Regions from separate parts of the Triticum aestivum genome. Here region 1 is linked to region 2. The links are chromatin contacts, called in public HiCAR-type maps. All regions are on one chromosome and are shown on one strand. The core of a region is the stretch at or near the end of the contact, and the rest is flanking DNA. Distances in the headings are between cores, read along the strand shown.

Region 1 (4,161 bases), core at 1,241-3,740, 480 kb before region 2:
GTTTTCTACTCCCTTCAAGTTAGTACAAAGTTGAGTCATCTATTTTGAAACGAAGGAAATACAATTTTAGCTAGGACGGCATCGAATTATCAGAGCAGAGTAGTATTATGGGAGCAAAATGATTGCTCCTTTTGTTTTGCTTTCTGCCTCCTACTAGTACTACTTTTCATGAGAAAACTGCGTGTTTTGCTTAGCAGTTAGCAGCGCGAGTCGCTGCAACTTGCAAGTGACTACTGACTAGTAGTGCTCGCGAAAGGCACCCATCCAGTGTCCCAAACACAACGTCAAGTTGCACATTTTCTACGCCTGCAGACGTACGCCGTGTTTGAATGATTGCCATCGAATCGTTTCAGCAGGAACATAACATGGACCAAAGAAATTCTGCAGCCCCTACATTGGGCTCTGCTTGTTTATTCATGCGGCTAGTTAAACTATTGGTAGCCCTGACACGCGATGCAGGAGCCACATGCCGCAGGCTTATCATCAGCAGGAACTGAGAAACTGCGACAAGGCTTTGTTTCATTGTTTGTTCGTTCTTGCCCAGGCAGGCAGGCAGGCAGCTTCCTCCCTCCTTCCTACCTTTGACCAAAATTATTTTTCTTCTCTTAGTATTCAGTGTATTGCTGCATCATTTGCTCGATGTGATCTGAAGAGTTTGCCAGTCGTTATGTCTTTTCATTTTTAAGATGAAAATGGTGTAGACTTTTTGCTCTGACGATTCCTATAATAAATACAGGGGTTGCCAAGTCTTGCGACTATCTCTACGCTATGCGTCGGCGTCTCCACATTCACGCAAACACTTTTTTTTCGTTGTGACATCAACTAATATTTGTCTACCTTTTCCATCAATCAAACCGAAATGAAGCCCGACTTTTTTCGAGCCATCGGAATCAGCCGATGACAGTCCAACGCACCGATAAATGTTGGTGCATAAGGGCATGTACAATGGTGGCATATGGATACATATGCCTCATAACAAAAAGTAATTTAAGGCGTCTATATTTATTTTTTCTCTCCAATGCAAGTTATCACTAGTGGGCCTCATTAGGAAATAGAAAATAAAGACTCTAGTACACATGCATCTCTACTTTTCACTTCAACCTTTTCAGCTTTTGTCACCGGACCACATTTTTTCTCTTCAAGCACCCGCTTCCCTATCCGAATCTACTTTACGTCATATCCGATCCTACATGGCATGCGAGGCATCACCTTGAGGCTATGCATTGTACATGCCCTAACTGAACGGTTGGTGCTGACACGCATGGTGTGTCGTGTGTGCCCGGAAGAAACATCTGCGTACTGATTTTGCTAGGCGCACGACGGAGACAAGGGGGGGGGGGGGGGAATCATTCAGGCAATCATGCCAAGGATGATGGAAACCTAATTAGGGCAAGGGCGTTATCATTGGTGTTATCTGATGAGCAGCGGCCGCGGAGGCTGGGAACATGGCCATGTGTTGCTCCATGCATCATGTGACCCACCACCATCACCACCCTCGCAGTCGGTCACGGCACCCACAGGCGCCCAATGGCGATGGGTGGAATGTGACTGGATTCTCAGTTCCTCGCCACTCACTCCGGCCCCCACTTTTCAGGGAGAAAAGCAACCGTTTGGCTCGGCTTTTGTTTTTGTGGGGGCGTTTTGCATTTCTTGGGGGATAATTGTTGACTTCCAAGGACCAAACTAGTAGCTTTGCTTTGGATGTAGCTAGTGTAAACAGGTTCTGATAAGTCATTTCTAGCTCGGCAAGTTAACTTCTGGTGTCTTATTGGCTTGGCTAAAGACTTGAGACACAAGTTTGTTTGTCTGTTTACGAGGCTCGGTTTGCGGTCGCAGCGCCTCCCGAGCTGAATATTGAGTAACCTAGTAGTTAGCTACTCTAGAGGACTATTGTTAAATTCACTAAAACTTTTTTGTCATTTAGAGAAAATGTCAAATCTATTAATCAAACCAATAGTACAAGCGCCTCTCAGTAATTAAAAAGTTACATTTCAGTCCCCTATTGTCGACCGTCAATATCCTACAAAAAGGGCCCGTGAGGCGCCGTCGCATTGCCGCACCATCGCCGGAGCCGGTCTATCATTGTTGATCGTAGACGAAAAGTCATCAAGGCAACCGTAACATCTTAGAAAAGAAACCGTCGCCACTGAAAGAGCCACAAAAATAAGACTAAAATCTCCATTATTTCTCACCAGTGTCATCCTAGCACCGGAGGGTGCACCGACTTGACTGAGATGCTGGAATAATACTTTCGTCTAACCATTATATTCAGAAATGCAACGGTGCAAGTTTCTTGAAAAAACAAATTTATACATGCCCTGTAGAAAAATGATTGCTCTAAAAGGAGAAAAAACTTTGCAATGATGGTTTCTTTTCTTTTCTCAGTCTACAGTGTGGAGAATCTGAGATCCAACCCCTCCTCCCTCTACAGTCCACTGTCCCTTTCTTCCCTCTTCCGGTCTTCTTCCTCTTCCCCTCCCTCCCTCCCCTTCCCCCTCCCTCTCCCGAGTCCTCCCGACCTACCCACGCAAGCTCAAGCTCCCCTCAATCCAATGCGGCCCTGAAATCCCTCCACTAGCAGCCCACCACCTCCATCCACCGTGCCCTGTAGCTGCGGCCCTGCCGTAGCTCGGCGTCGCCGGCCCCAGCTCCTCCGCCCCTCACGAGCGTCGCCGCCATCGCCGTTCCCATTCTACCTCACTCGTCGGCGTCTCGGCCCCGCCCGCAGTCTTGGCCATTGGTGGGCTCCTTGCCTTCCGGTGACCAGTTAAGCCCAGCTGAGTTCCACGAGATTTCGGGTGTGCCGGCGCACACCCGGCCGGCGGACCGTCTAGATCCGCCCCTGCCGGACCTGTGAGCGATGCTCCGGATGAGGATACTCGTGCTGGCTTCTGTGAGCATCGTGTTCGCCAACCTGCAGTTCTTGAAGGCTCATGGGAGGGAGCTGTTTCTGAGCTGCGGCTCCAACGCCACCGCCGATGCCGATGGCCGGAGATGGATCGGCGACATGGCCCCTGACCTGAATTTCACTCTGAGCAGCCCGGGGATTGCTGCTCTCTTGGCCGGGAGCACCAATGGGAGTGAAATCATGGCACCGGTGTACCGCTCGGCGCGCTTCTTTACCACGACATCTTGGTATGACATCAGCGTGCTGCCGGGGAACTACTGTGTCAGGCTGCATTTCTTCCCGTCCGCATTCGGGAATTTCAGTGCAAATGGTTCAGTGTTTGATGTCGTCGCCAATGAGTTCAAGCTGGTGTCGAAGTTTAACGTTTCGGAGGAGATTGTTTGGAGAAATTCAGTGAGCAATTCAGCCGCCACTGCGGTTGTCAAGGAGTACTTTCTTGCAGTCAATAGTTCTCGCCTGCAGATCGAGTTTGATCCAAGGCCCGGTTCATTTGCATTTGTTAATGCGATCGAGGTGATGCTCACTCCAGATAATTCCTTCAACAGCACAGTGAACAAAGTTGGTGGTGTGGATGTGCACATTCCTCCTGAATTAAGCGGCCGAGCTATTGAGACCATGTATAGGCTCAACATTGGAGGGCCTGCACTTGCATCTTCACATGATCAGTATCTTTATAGACCATGGTACACTGATGAAGCCTTCATGTTTTCTGCGAATGCTGCTTTGACCGTGTCCAATACGTCAGCCATAAAGTATGTCTCAAGCGGCGACTCCTCAATTGCTCCCATCGGTGTCTATGAGACTGCAAGAATCATGGGCAACAACATGGTCATGGACAAACGGTTCAATGTGACATGGCGGTTCGTTGTCCATCCCAATTTCGATTACATGGTCCGTCTTCATTTTTGCGAGCTTGTCTATGACAAGCCCAGCCAGAGGATCTTCAAGATCTACATCAACAACAAGACAGCTGCTGAGAACTACGATGTGTATGACAAGGCTGGAGGAATTAACAAGGCATATCATGAGGACTACTTTGACAGCTTGCCGCAACAGGTAGACTCACTCTGGCTTCAGCTAGGCCCGGACTCCATGACCAGTGCTTCAGGCACGGATGCACTTCTCAATGGTTTGGAGATATTCAAGATCAGCAGGAGTGGCAACCTTGACTATGTGCTTGGTCATATTGATATGGGCAACAAAAGGGGCCGTTCCAAGGGTCGGAGCAGGTTAGGTTTATGGGAAGAAGTTGG
Region 2 (3,892 bases), core at 437-2,936:
TTCCTTGGCTCCCTCGGGAAGTACTCATTCCTGACCAGAAGAAAGTAAGCCAAGGCGTACTTCTGCCAGGAATTATCCTGCTGACCTAACAGCCTGAAGAGGTGCAGAACCAGAGAACCAGGAACAGCAACAAGGCTTTTGGAGTTGCAATCTTGTAAATCTTCCATTGTTTTCTCTGACTTATCACCGCAGACCCAAGGACACAAAAGTTCAGAGGTTCAAAGGCTGCCCCTGGAAAATATATTGAGATGAAGATCAAAACAATCACAAGGTTATTTGAAACGTTTCACAAATATTCTCGATCAAAAAGAAAAACAGCAGACAATATGTATACTTTCACCACAGCGACCGGTACAGAGTTCAACATCAGATTCATACAGGAACGTTAACTCTTGTTGCTGACTATTTGCACAGAAAATACTTCGATAATTTTATTACAACTTAACAGTATCCAGAATCAAGCAAGGAACTGAACATCAGCAGCGAAAAGGTGAGAAACTGCATCAATCAACAAGACAATGGCCGTATGATTTGTTCTTCAGGAACTCGGACAGCCAATCGACCAAAAAAGCTCATGGTCATGGAGCTCCACAATAAAAAAAAGCCCATGACAATTAGTTACTATTTGCTTCAATAAATGAATGCCGTAAACATTGTACTAACATCCTTTAATGCACGAAGACAAAGGCCACGAAATATGAAATCTCAACAAGCTGCACAACAAAATCGCCGTAGCATACAACCTGGTAGCACATTATACCTACTATCCGTCAGTTCTAGATCCAAGGCATGAGAAACAGTCCAAAATTAACGGTCCGATTTTACAACAGATTCACATAGAACACGCAAACTGATTCTTAGCTTCGCCGAAAGAACATGGAGAAAGACTGAAACTAGAAAATAATCCCAGATTTACAGGATAAACCCGGCTAAAACACCTTCCTATGCCCACCGCAAACCAATCGATGCACCAGTAAAACGGAGCACACGTCCGGTGGCCGTTCGAGCCATGAAAACGATGTAAAAACCACACATTCTGTCGTTCGGAACCATCTCACATCACTAACAGGAAAGGTGACAAAGACATTTCCCCAACCAATTCAGCAGCCACTGTCACCGTCAGACAAAACGGAATTTAAGTTCCTTGGGTACAATGTCACTCATCACTGGACGAGTCATGGCACTTCAGTTGGTAAAGTCCCCCCAAAAGAAAGAAAAAAAAAGCAGATCACTCCGCCCACCTTCCTTCACAGCGCAAACAGAGGAAAGGGAGACGGGAGAAACAGGGCCGAGTCCTCACCTGAGGGAGACGACGCACCGACGGCGAGATCCGGGCGACCGGCGCGCCCCGACCGGCTCCATCCCGGCGCCAGCCACGAGCGGCTCCCAGAACACCTACGAGCACGGCCACAAGGCAAAAGCGGTTACGACTCTGCGACTAACTGCGGCCGGCACCGCCAACCAAACGAGCCCGCACGCCCGGAGCGCGCCGCGGCCAGGAAACGGGGGGAGGAAGAGGAGGGAGAGGCTCACCGGAGACGGCCGGGTGCCCTCGCCGCCGGAGACGTGTGTGGGGCGGAGAGGGGAGGGGGCGCGGGTCGCCGACGAGATATGGGCGGGGCGGGGGGAGGGGGGGAGGCGGTGGGGACCACCGTCAGTGAGACGGGGAGAGCATGGGGAGCCAAGAGATTTGGAAGCGGGTGTGGCTGGGGGAAAGGCGATATATATACGCCCATGTGATGTGCCCCAAGGCCGAAGTGCCAATGGATTAATTGCAAGCTTTGTTTTTTCACTTTGGCCGCCATCTGTCACGCAGTGGGTGCGGTGTACTCGTTTTTAACCTTTACCGCCCTCGGTCGCCACGCCTTAATCCCACTGTTATCTCGAAACCGCCCAACGAAGATTTTTCTTTAAAAGAAAAATTCCCTCCTCCCACACGAGGAGGTAAAAAATCATGAAAAGTAAAAAAAGTTAGAGCAAGATTTTATTACATGGCAAAATTTGTCGATAATGGCCGAGATCTGGGGGCGGATGGGGGGAATGTGGACGCGGTCACCACGCTCAGAGGCGCACGCATGGCGAGCCAGCCCTGCACACAGCAAGTACCACCGCCGCTCTGCAGATCTGGTCTGATCCGCCCGGCCGCCCGCCCTCGGGCTGAGGCTCGGGCGGGCGGGCGCGCTCGCTCTTTTCCGCCTGCCGCTCCCCCTTTTGCTATAATGGAATGTTTTCGGCACAGTGTACTTGCCTCTCTCGGGCTCAGGGCGAGGAAGGGGGCGGGCGGATAGACGGATGGACGGATGGATGGGTCGACGTCCACGGTGAAAAGAATCTCGAGGCCCGAAAGCTACCCACCCCCACCCCTCCCTACCCCCAGGCATGTAGGTAGGCCACGCACGACCGGTTTTCACGCACGTTGAACCCAGCGCAGCGACAGGGTGAAAAGGACGGCGCATTATCCCCGGCTTATTTCTCATCATTTCTCCGTGTCAGCCCACTACGGAAAAGAAAAGGGCCAGGGCCAATGAAACTTACCGTTGGACGACAAAATACGTGACGCACACCATCACTAGGACAAAACCTTTTTTTTTTGTTTGCTTCGGTAAGGTGCCTGGTAATATTTTTTTAGCACTGCGTTGGCACCGAAAATGGTGGCGCTCAGCAGTGCACAGATAAGGAAATGTAGGAGTATTTTAGTGTCAGCTAGGGTGGCAACTGGCACGTATTTTACTCGGCCGCCGGCCAGCCAGGCTGCGCGATCCGGATAAGGACGGCTGTCCTCTCGCGGAGCAGGGGGGCGGCTGGGGTAAGTAAAGTCACCTCACCACCCTCCTCACCGGTAAACGGGAAAGTTACGCGCCATTGGCGGCCTCGTCAAACACAGTGCCTGCTCGCAAGTGGCCACGCCCCCTTTAGGTAGTAGATAGGGTAATTTTTTTAATTAGGCCGTCGCGTTTGACCGCCGGGCAAAGTTACTGCAGCTCCGCTTGACCTGACCTGACCCCTCCCCACGATTTTTGCCCCGTCGTTTCGCAAAGGCCACCAGGCCGGCAGTGGCAGCGCGCGCCGCGGCTGCCTTTTGATGACGTCATGGCATACACAGACAGATAATGTGTAGTACTAGGAAGTACTGCCAGTAATTAAGGGATGATCGCCGAGCCAGAGAACGCATTACCCAGACGGACCATTGATGCCGTTAAAACATCACGAGATTAAGCAAACCCTGCACTGCATATCGCGTGGTCAGAGTCAGACGACCCGTGCAGCTCTAGCTCTGTCTGTCTAGCTCGACGGATGGAGCCTTGCATGCATTCCGCGTGAGCTGGTACGTACGGTACGTGCTACGTTCGTGCAGCAATAATCGGCCAAACCCCGACGGACGGAAACATCCCATCCGTCGATCGACAGCCCGGAGAGTCCTTTCCTTTCTCCTCCCCGATCCATGACCGGGACAACGCAACCGCAAACCTTTGCACGGCCCGAGCGGGGGCTACGCGCGCCTGCACTGTGCAGCGGCCACTGTTGCGGTCGAGGAAACGCGCGGCCGGCCAGATCTGGCTCGCCACCCGCAGCTGACGGTGGAGGAGCCGCTGGCTGCTGCTGCCAGGCCGGCCCGCCGCCGGCGGCCCCAACGCCGGCCACCCGCACAGTGCGGCACGTTGCTCCTGTTGCCGGCAACAGTGGCGTCGCGCTCGACGGATCGGCCGGTCGAACCCAACCAACCAACCAGCCTTTTCGTCGATCCTCTCCGTAGATCTCCATCATGCCACAGTAAAGCCGATCCATAATACACACACTGGGCTGGGCCGGCGGGCTGGCAGGAGACTTGGTGGGTACGTATCCGTTTCCGTGCAGGAAATGAAATGAATGGATAGAGACGATATAGAAAAGG

What was found. HiCAR-type assays count read pairs that join an accessible place to other places.
Region 1: a HiCAR-type map of leaf shows a contact between it and region 2, with 4 times the contacts expected there. The contact joins the promoter of LOC123046738 here to the promoter of LOC123046736 in region 2. A contact is called at or near these places in 1 of 5 Hi-C or Micro-C datasets (leaf) and 1 of 1 datasets of contacts at active chromatin or transcription factors (leaf).

Annotation. Positions count from the first base shown.
Region 1 is chr2B:690,083,772-690,087,932 of IWGSC CS RefSeq v2.1, reverse strand. LOC123046738 (probable receptor-like protein kinase At1g30570) reads left to right here and starts at 2,490. Exons shown (of 1, transcript XM_044470162.1): 1 at 2,490-4,161. The coding sequence starts at 2,861.
Region 2 is chr2B:689,603,321-689,607,212 of IWGSC CS RefSeq v2.1, reverse strand. It overlaps LOC123046736 (F-box/kelch-repeat protein At5g60570), which reads right to left and starts at 1,686. Exons shown (of 3, transcript XM_044470159.1): 1 at 1,534-1,686; 2 at 1,301-1,395; 3 at 1-231. The coding sequence starts at 167.